Regions from separate parts of the Mus musculus genome. Here all the other regions are linked to region 2. The links are chromatin contacts, called in public promoter capture Hi-C maps. All regions are on one chromosome and are shown on one strand. Each heading gives the region's core, a stretch centred on a gene start, on an enhancer-like site or on the middle of the called end of the contact. The rest is flanking DNA. Distances are from core to core; before and after follow the strand shown. Region 1 holds the start of Ankrd46 (ankyrin repeat domain 46). Region 2 holds the start of Nipal2 (NIPA-like domain containing 2). Region 3 overlaps Vps13b (vacuolar protein sorting 13B).

Region 1 (2,700 bases), core at 170-2,669, 1.8 Mb before region 2:
ATGGGGACAAGGATTCAGAGAGCACAGGCAACTCACAGTCCATTTCCTTAATCTCCTCAGAGGAAGAAAAAAAGCTGCCTTCACAGTCCTTACATTTTCCCCATTGATCAGAAGCCATAATTCGTGAAGAAGAAAAGATAAATTAGAATACAATCAATAAACTCTCAAGTTGTTTGATACACCAACCGGGGAAGAATAAATTGTAAGAATAGAATTATCATTTAAATTACCCAATGATTTGGCACAGTGCATGGGCATATATGAAGATATTATGGACTTAGCCACTGACAAATTGATTAATGTATCCCCAATTTACAGAATATTTATAGTCAGTCACTGCACAAGTAAATGTTAAATAGCTAAAGATGATTGGCAGCCCTGGGGATGGCTGAGCTCACCCTGCCCTGGTGTGTGGCCTGTGTGTGTATATGTGCACAGGCCCATGCATTCACAAACATGAGTGTGCAAACACTTAACATGCACTTGCACATGGAGACCAGAGGTCAGCCTCAGGTGACATACCTTAAGAGCCAATCATCTTGATTTTTTTTTGAGAGGACTCTCATTAAAGCCCATGAATAGCCCAGGCTGGCAGACTGGTCAGGGGGACCACTGAGACCCAGCTATCTCCTACTAGCCAGAACTTGGATTACCACATGCCAGCATGCTTGGCTTTTTATGTGGGTTCTGGGGTGACTTCAGGACCTTATGCTTGCAATGCAGGTCCTTTACCAACTGAGCTATCTCTCCAGCCTTCTTATAATCCTTAAATGAAAGGAATATGAGGTTTCCTTAAGCCAGGCAATACTCCTATACATCTATTTGACATTGCCGGGGGCTGGGGGCGGGAGGACGACTTAGATGTAATTCTTGAACAGACAACACCCTACAGGGTCATCTGGTGGGTTGGATGATACTAGAATTTGTAGAACAGTGTTTAAAAGAAGTCACCTTGGCTATATGACTGGAGTTGAGAGAGAGAGAGAGAGATAGAGAGAGAGAGAGAAGCTCTGTGAAAGAATGTTCCATATATGGGTGTATCATCATTTTCACATGTCATGATAAGTCAAGGAACCCTTATAAGTGGGTGTAAGCATTCACTCTGAATAATAACTCGGCAGGATTATAGCTTAGAGTAGACTTGTCAGCCATTATTTGCTAACTTGTGGATTCAGATTTTAAACACCTCCCCTGCAGCCCTAAACTAATAAATTAATGCGCGTGGCACTTAATATATTTGTTTCTGCCTTTTAAATTTCTACTTAGTTGAGGGAATGGGATGTATGTTTTTTAAAAGGGGTGAATGTGCGCGATGCTGGCTAGAGGCCGAACCGCCATGAGAGCCTCCCGCCTGCAGGGGGCGCGCCGCCGCGGGGTGCGAGGCCGCTCTGCCCTCGCGAGCTCCACCTCTGTGGTCGTCCGCGCCCCGCCTGTCGCCGCTGGAGAGGAGGAGCTGCTGCCATCACTGCTGCCGCGGGCGCAGGTACCAGGGCCGGGGCCGTGGGCAGCAGCTGGGCGGGAGCCGGTGACAGCTCCTCTGAGGGCCGTGGAGCCCGGCGCGGGTCCGAGCGGCTTCCGCGCGGGCGATGCTGGCAGGAGGGCCCGGGTCAGGCCTGGGAGCTTGCGCGGATGATGCCCGCGGGTATTCGCGGGTCTCAGGCAGCCCACGCCCCAGCCCGATGGCGGCGTCCTTCCCAGGCAGGGATTCAAAGCATAGCTAGGAATTGTCAACACCTTAGCGGTTCACGAGGAGACCGAAGCCCGGGCGTGCGTGGGCGCTGTGGAGGTGCGTGTGATCTGTCCGGACTGTCACACTGCCCAGGGTATCCGCGGAGAGAAAAGATTTGCACACTTTGCGCTTAGGCCTCAGGTGATCATGAACTTTCACACTTGACACGCGTCGTTAAAACGCAGTTGCTTCCTCTCCGGATTTCCCAACAACCGTCTTAGGGAGAAGACATTTATTTTAACAGCGTTCCACAGACTCTAGAATTGGCTGCGGAATGTAATAAGTGTGTGTTATTGAAGAGTAAATAACACTGCCCACTCTTCAGAACGTGGCATTAGTACTTAGGCGCTTCCCAAGGTGCCATCAGTGGTGTGGTGATTTTTCATGTTACAGTAACAGCTGGCTATCTTCATGTCAGATATTGTGCCTAATGGTCCTTTTTAAAATCTTTGCAACAACCCTGACAAGTACCATCTCTGATTTGCAGATAAAGAAGCTGAGGCACAGAGTCTTAAGTCAACCTGTCCAAGCCCAGACAGTTGGCAGACTAAGTGGGACCGGAGACGCCCAAGACTTCACGCCAGCATCCCTTTACCTTGCAAAGGTAGTAGTGTTCCTTAAGATTTTTGTTTATTGATAGAATTCGTAGCCTGAACTGGTTTCTCTTAGACTTATGCTTATGGAGTATGCAAGAGCCTGTGCCACTGTCCTTTTAGTTTCAAGGGAGTTTAATGAGAAATGCATTTGTTCTTTAAGCCTTGTAGTGATAATAAAGTTAAATGTCCTGGATTCTTACTGTTTCAGCATAGGTTGATTTGATGGAGGAGTGCGTCTGTGATTGTCTATCCACATTAGCTGTGTGTTGGTTAGTTGTATTTTCACAGCAGTTCTAGTGAGTGTACCTTGCACACATAGCATTCTGCCAAGCAGAAAGATTCCCCGACTCCTACAAGAAGCTAGTGTCTCACAGG
Region 2 (2,700 bases), core at 140-2,639:
TAAAGCTAGGCATGTGACTTATTCCCAGCCAATGGGGTCAAAGGAGGAGAGATGATGGTTGTGGAGGTTGGCGATTCTTGGACAACCATTTTCCATTAAAGAGTATGCGGATCCCAGGCATGGCAGAGCTGAGGGATGGGAGTGTCCTAGAATCACATAGCAGGCATGTGTTTCAGGGGTATGGTGCTTGCTTAACATCTAAAGGCAATGGGTTCGATTTATAGCACCATATACTTATGAAATTAATGAAATTTATATAGCGAATTGATTTTTCTTTGGGGTATTTAATTGAAATAAATTCGTTTCTTTAAATTGAACATAGTTAGCTACAATTATTAATTGTTGACTTAACATTTTGTTTACTCAAGCAAGAACCAACACAACTGTCAGGACGACTTGCCTTTTTTTTTTTTTTTTTTTTTTTTTTTTTTTTTTTGCGTCTGAAATGACTTACACTCTCTTCTCTGCTTTACATATTTCCCCTAAGAAATCATCACAGCTTTCTCCCAGGTCCCTTTTTCCCTCTCTCTCTTCCTCTCTCCCTTCTTCCCTCCCTCCTTCTATCCCCCCTCTCCTCCTCCTCCTTTCTCCCTCCTCTCCTCTCTTCTCCTTCCCTCCCCTCTCCTCTCTTCCTGTCTTGTTTCCTCTCTCCCCTATCTTTAAAGTGCATAGCTTAAAGAGTCTCAGTGTCTTGAAAACAAATTCCCAGTGTAGACACTTCATGTAATAACACAAAAATCACAGAATGTTCAAAGTGACAGACAAGACAAAGATCATTTGTAGTGTAACCGAGTTTAAAACCGGTCAGACTAGAATATCCAGTATGCGTACTTAAGGTTGTTCTTAGCATTTCTGACTCAACTTAAATCACCATATGGGGCAGCTGACAACGTTTCAGCAATTCTTTATGAACTTATCTGACAGCCTATCCAGCTGCCATAGGATATCTCTTCTCTATTCTTCGAATAGTTCCTAATGGTCACTCTGTGGCTGGGCTCTTCATTCACAATGTGCCCAATATTGGGGAGAGGGAGATTATGGCTTTTTCTTTTTTCCATATGTGGAACATTTTAAACCTTTTACACGCGCGAACTGGAACTGCCAAGGGTGCCGGTCACTCTTTAGATTAATGGATAGCTCCTTTTCTCCCTGCACTTGGACAAACATTTGCTTTGTGCACAGTAGATCCCAGAGGCAAAAGAGATGATGTCATTCCTGCGCTGACAGGTGTAGGCACCGGGGCCCAGAAGGGAGCGGCGGCAACTGGGCCGAGCCCGGACCTCACCTGCGTGCCGCAGGAGCCAGGTGCCGGCGCCGGGTCGCCGGGCAGGAAGTGGCTGCGGCTGCGGGAGGACGGACGGGAGGGCCGCGCCCGAGTCCCAGCGCGTGGATTCAGTCCTCATGGCGGCTCCGGCGCGCACAGCCCCCGAGGACGACGCCTCGGCCGTCCTAGACGAGCTGTCTCGGAACTTCACATACTGGGCACCAGGCCCGGGCAACGGCTCGCTGTCGAGCGCCTGGTATCGCAGAAACCAGGTAAGGCCGCCCGCGCACCACAGCGCGCCGCCTGCCAGCTCCACGCAGGCCCCGCGGAGGCGCCAGGCCTCGGTGCCTTCCTGCCAGCTCTCCGCGCTCGCGACTGGGCGAGTGGGTAGAGCTGACACGTGACGCTGACACTTGGCTACCCATCCCCTCCGCCCCCTTCCCCCCTCCCGGCCTCGGCGGAGCAGCAGACCCCCAGGCTGCTCCCTGGTCTCACTCTTGGGCCTTTGGGTCCCCAAGGACCTCGCCTCCCCCAGCTTTCTTCCCCTCCTGCAAGGCGGTGGAGGTGGATTTCCACTTATTTTTCAGGCCAGTTTCCTTTCACAGTTAAAAAATAAAAAATGGTGCTACCCTTCTCAGAAGCAGAAACTCATTAAGGGGCTCCCAATGTCAATTCTGTGCAGAGTTGTGTCTCCAAGGTCCCAGCAATCTCAGCATCAACCTTCCCAGATACTCTCAGCTGCAGTACTTCATTGCTCGCTGCTGTCAGCCAAACACCACGGGTTTATGCTGGCAATATAAATTTAAGAGCATCAAAGAGGATCGGAGGTGTCCCCTACCCCCTCTGCTGGCCCTAAGATCAGGCAGAGAAGCAAAGCTCTCCCTAGCATTTATATTCCTCTAAGTGGGGCAAGTGATTGATCTTTCAGGCTTGCGTTAGTTTTCCTAAGCCTGTTACTTTGTTCTTGTGCATGAACAAAGCCACAGATCTTTTTTCCTTTGCAAGAATAAGGCCATAAATTTTTGTTACTGTTGTCCTCAGTGGGATATTTAACCACTAATCAAAGAGATCCTTTTTATGCTTGAAAAGTATCCTAAATGTTTGTTTCTGAACTTGGAGGTGATTTGTATAACGAATAAATAAGCTTAGATCATCTTTTTAATGTTCAACACAGGAAAGATTATGGCTTTAAAACTGTTATGTCACAAAAGATAACAAAATGGGGCAGGGGCATTGCTCAGACACTGACTGACTCTCCTTGCTTCCACTGTGGAACTACAAAGAAGAGACTTTCCTTAGTGTATGTTATGCTTGTAGTAGACACATTTCCAATATAAGTTTAAGAATGAATGGTCTGCTCTTGGTAAAATATTAGAGAGTTAGTAGATGTGACCCACCCAGGCATCATCCAAACCAGGAAACCATTGTTTTCACTA
Region 3 (2,700 bases), core at 181-2,680, 1.2 Mb before region 2:
AATAAAGGGAGAAAGTAAACTCTATCACTTGGTATTCTGAGGGAAAAACCCTATTTGCTATAGAAGATTTATGAAGTTTTGGTAATCTGGACATTGACTGATAGAAAAGTCAACAAAGGAACCCAGGCAATGATTCTGTTTGGTTTTCCTAAAAAAAGACAACTTCCCATGCTCCAACAGTCCCAACTGCTCCAGCAAGTACATATGGATCTCAGCAGCAAAACCAGAAGACACCAATAGAGAAGAAATGGCAGGTCCCACTTCTGAAGCTATCATTTTTACCTGTGGTCTGAACACATAAGATACCCAGACACACTCAGACAGATGAACACACAGACTTGAACACATAGACACACATACAGACATGAATCACAGACACACACAGATGTATGAACACAGACACACACAGACATATAAACACAGAGACATATGAACACACAACACAGACAGACACACACACAGACACACACACACACAGACAACCCCCCCCCCCCCCGATTTTGCTAAGATGGGAGAACAAATGTAAGAAGCAGTCAGGATGCTAAATAAGCTGAGCTACAGTTTAACAGGTGTTTGCTGTCCTATTGTAAAACACAAACACCAGAACCTCAGAGGACCCATGGCAGGACTGAGAAGCCCACCAGGCACACATCTGTGAGTTTCTAGTCCGCTCCCAGGCCTCCCGGGATCTGGGGCTGGGGGAGGCTCCCTTTCATTGTCCATGGAATTTGTTTTTATTACTCTGGCTGCTCTCTTGCCAACCCCCCACCAGGAGCCCCCACCCTCACTATGGATCATGGAGTCTCATATTTCAAGCCTAAGTCTTCTTTTGAGGTCTTCTAGAGTCTTCAGTAACCTGCCCACTCATAACAGAGTTATGGTATTGTCTACAGTAAAATGCCTTTTATGGGCAAGAAGGCCTTTGCCCTGTTTTCTCTGCCTCCCGCTGAGAAGAAAAGGGGACTCAGATGGCCCTTGTTAGTTCCCTGGTCACTGCCAACCTGACCAAAATATCGAGCAAACACTGGATGAAATGAAAACATTCTCCTGGTGGGAAGCAGTTTAGCCTCCATGCCTGATGACCTGTCTGGACCACAAGATGGCACTGTGGATGTAGGGAGTGGGAGTAAAGCTGGCTTAGCAGTCAGCTTCCCCACTACAATGAGTCCATGTCCTTAGACAGCTATGACAACTGTATCTGCATTTTAGAAACATGATGAGGCAACTGGTGTGGGAGCCCTGCTGCTTAGCAGAGGTCACAAACACTGTCAGTATTTCTATATTTATTGTATAGAATAACAGTGGAGCCAGTTTGTGTTTTCTCAATGAGAACGTTTCTGAAACATTTTTAAACACTACAGGCAAGCAGTGATTTGTTTAAAACATGAGCTTTGCTATCATCCCAGCATTTCACAGCAAGTTAACACAACAGAAGCTGCAGGCTGGGTGAGCAAACTGAACAGCATGAACGCTTGAAACACAAGACAAGGCCCTGCAAGGACCGGCACCCGCTACCTTTGGAAATGTGCTTGACGAATGATGTGGTCCCTCTGGAGACTCCGCTCACGAAGGCTCCTGGGCCTCGGGTCAATCCCTCATATGGAAGCCTGAAGAAGTCCGAGATCCCATTCCCAATGCTTCTCACTAAGCTGGCGGGGCTGCCGAGGATTTCCAGAGACCCCACCACCCAGCCTGCAACACAAAGGGAAGGGGTTATTGAGACCTTGAGTTCAGCACTTTCAACACTCATGAAAAGTGGCCTGCTTTCTCTAAAATTCCCTTTCCACACTAGAACGAAGGGTGTATGACACCCATAAGCTTCTTTGGAGCAAAATATGGGAAATCATATCTGTGAATTCATAAATGGTGAACTTTCATACTTTATAAATCACAGTGTTCCTCTGGCAGCCTTGCAAATGGCTTTAATATGACTTCTGTGCCCAAGCCTCCTGTACTCCTGTAAAGGGAGCCATGTGCAGAGAACACCTCCAGCTCAGTCAGGCACTCTGGGCTGCAGGTGCTCACAGACTGAGATGTTTCTCCCTATCTGTCAGGGCGGCGGCGGCAGCAGCAGCAGCAGCAGCAGCAGCAGCAGCAGCAGCAGCTGCCTGGTGGTGAGAAGCCAGATGCTAAAATAGGGTATTGCAAAAGGGATGCAAGCTTTGACAAGGATGGAGGGTTCTTTTTAATCTTTCACAATCCTATCAAGCTGAGTACTTCTCTTAGAGTGGAGCTAGAGCCAAACAAATGTCTCTCCTTCAACCCTATTGGGCTGTGTAAACATCGGTGACAGGGACACACTGATTAGGTTAGCGAGAGGGAAGTGCTCCCCCACCCATGTCCCAGGAGCGTGGCTTTGGGTCTGCTTTCCTATTTAAATTCAGACTTGCCAGGAGCTGGCCTGCTCCAGTGGCTTGCTCACAGCCTTCTGCCTTTTCCCTTCCGCCTGGGGTGGGGACTGAGGGCTTGTAAGCCCAGAGGACTCCAGGGGCAGGCAAAGACCAGGGGCAGGGAGAGGAGAGATCTGAAAAAGCAACTTCCTTTAGGAATCTTTATGCCAAACTCAGTACTGTGGCCTTTTTATTGGGAAGGCTGTGAGGTAAGGCAAAGGATGGGAACTGTTCCCTCTCTCAATAGCAAGTCTCTGTGACAGAGATCCTCAGTTAAGTCACCAACCGAAGAGGGAGGCCAAGTCCCCAG

Evidence for each region. Promoter capture Hi-C pulls out the DNA fragments that hold promoters and counts their contacts.
Region 1: a contact with region 2 is called in a promoter capture Hi-C map of hippocampal neurons, with 7 times the contacts expected there. The contact joins the promoter of Ankrd46 here to the promoter of Nipal2 in region 2. A contact is called at or near these places in 1 of 39 promoter capture datasets (hippocampal neurons) and 2 of 115 datasets of contacts at active chromatin or transcription factors (astrocytes and embryonic forebrain).
Region 3: a promoter capture Hi-C map of hippocampal neurons shows a contact between it and region 2, with 4 times the contacts expected there. The contact joins the enhancer-like site here to the promoter of Nipal2 in region 2. A contact is called at or near these places in 8 of 39 promoter capture datasets (the 3T3-L1 cell line, the HPC-7 cell line, cranial neural crest and 4 more) and 1 of 9 other capture datasets (embryonic stem cells).

Annotation. Positions count from the first base shown.
Region 1 is chr15:36,495,510-36,498,209 of GRCm38.p6, reverse strand. Ankrd46 (ankyrin repeat domain 46) reads left to right here and starts at 1,419. Exons shown (of 5, transcript NM_175134.4): 1 at 1,419-1,483; 2 at 2,217-2,333.
Region 2 is chr15:34,677,395-34,680,094 of GRCm38.p6, reverse strand. Nipal2 (NIPA-like domain containing 2) reads left to right here and starts at 1,389. Exons shown (of 11, transcript NM_145469.5): 1 at 1,389-1,536. The coding sequence starts at 1,402. It overlaps 4930413F20Rik (RIKEN cDNA 4930413F20 gene), which reads right to left. Exons shown (of 4, transcript NR_045883.2): 3 at 1,894-2,052; 4 at 891-1,517.
Region 3 is chr15:35,913,766-35,916,465 of GRCm38.p6, reverse strand. Vps13b (vacuolar protein sorting 13B) reads right to left here. Exons shown (of 62, transcript NM_177151.4): 57 at 1,516-1,692. Among named protein-coding and RNA genes, the nearest start is that of Cox6c, 23 kb to the left of the region's middle. Within about 2 kb of position 1,430, at least 52 of the 459 cell types and tissues checked have an H3K27ac peak or open chromatin away from gene starts, as enhancers often do. A contact at or near this core is called in hippocampal neurons, where this site is marked.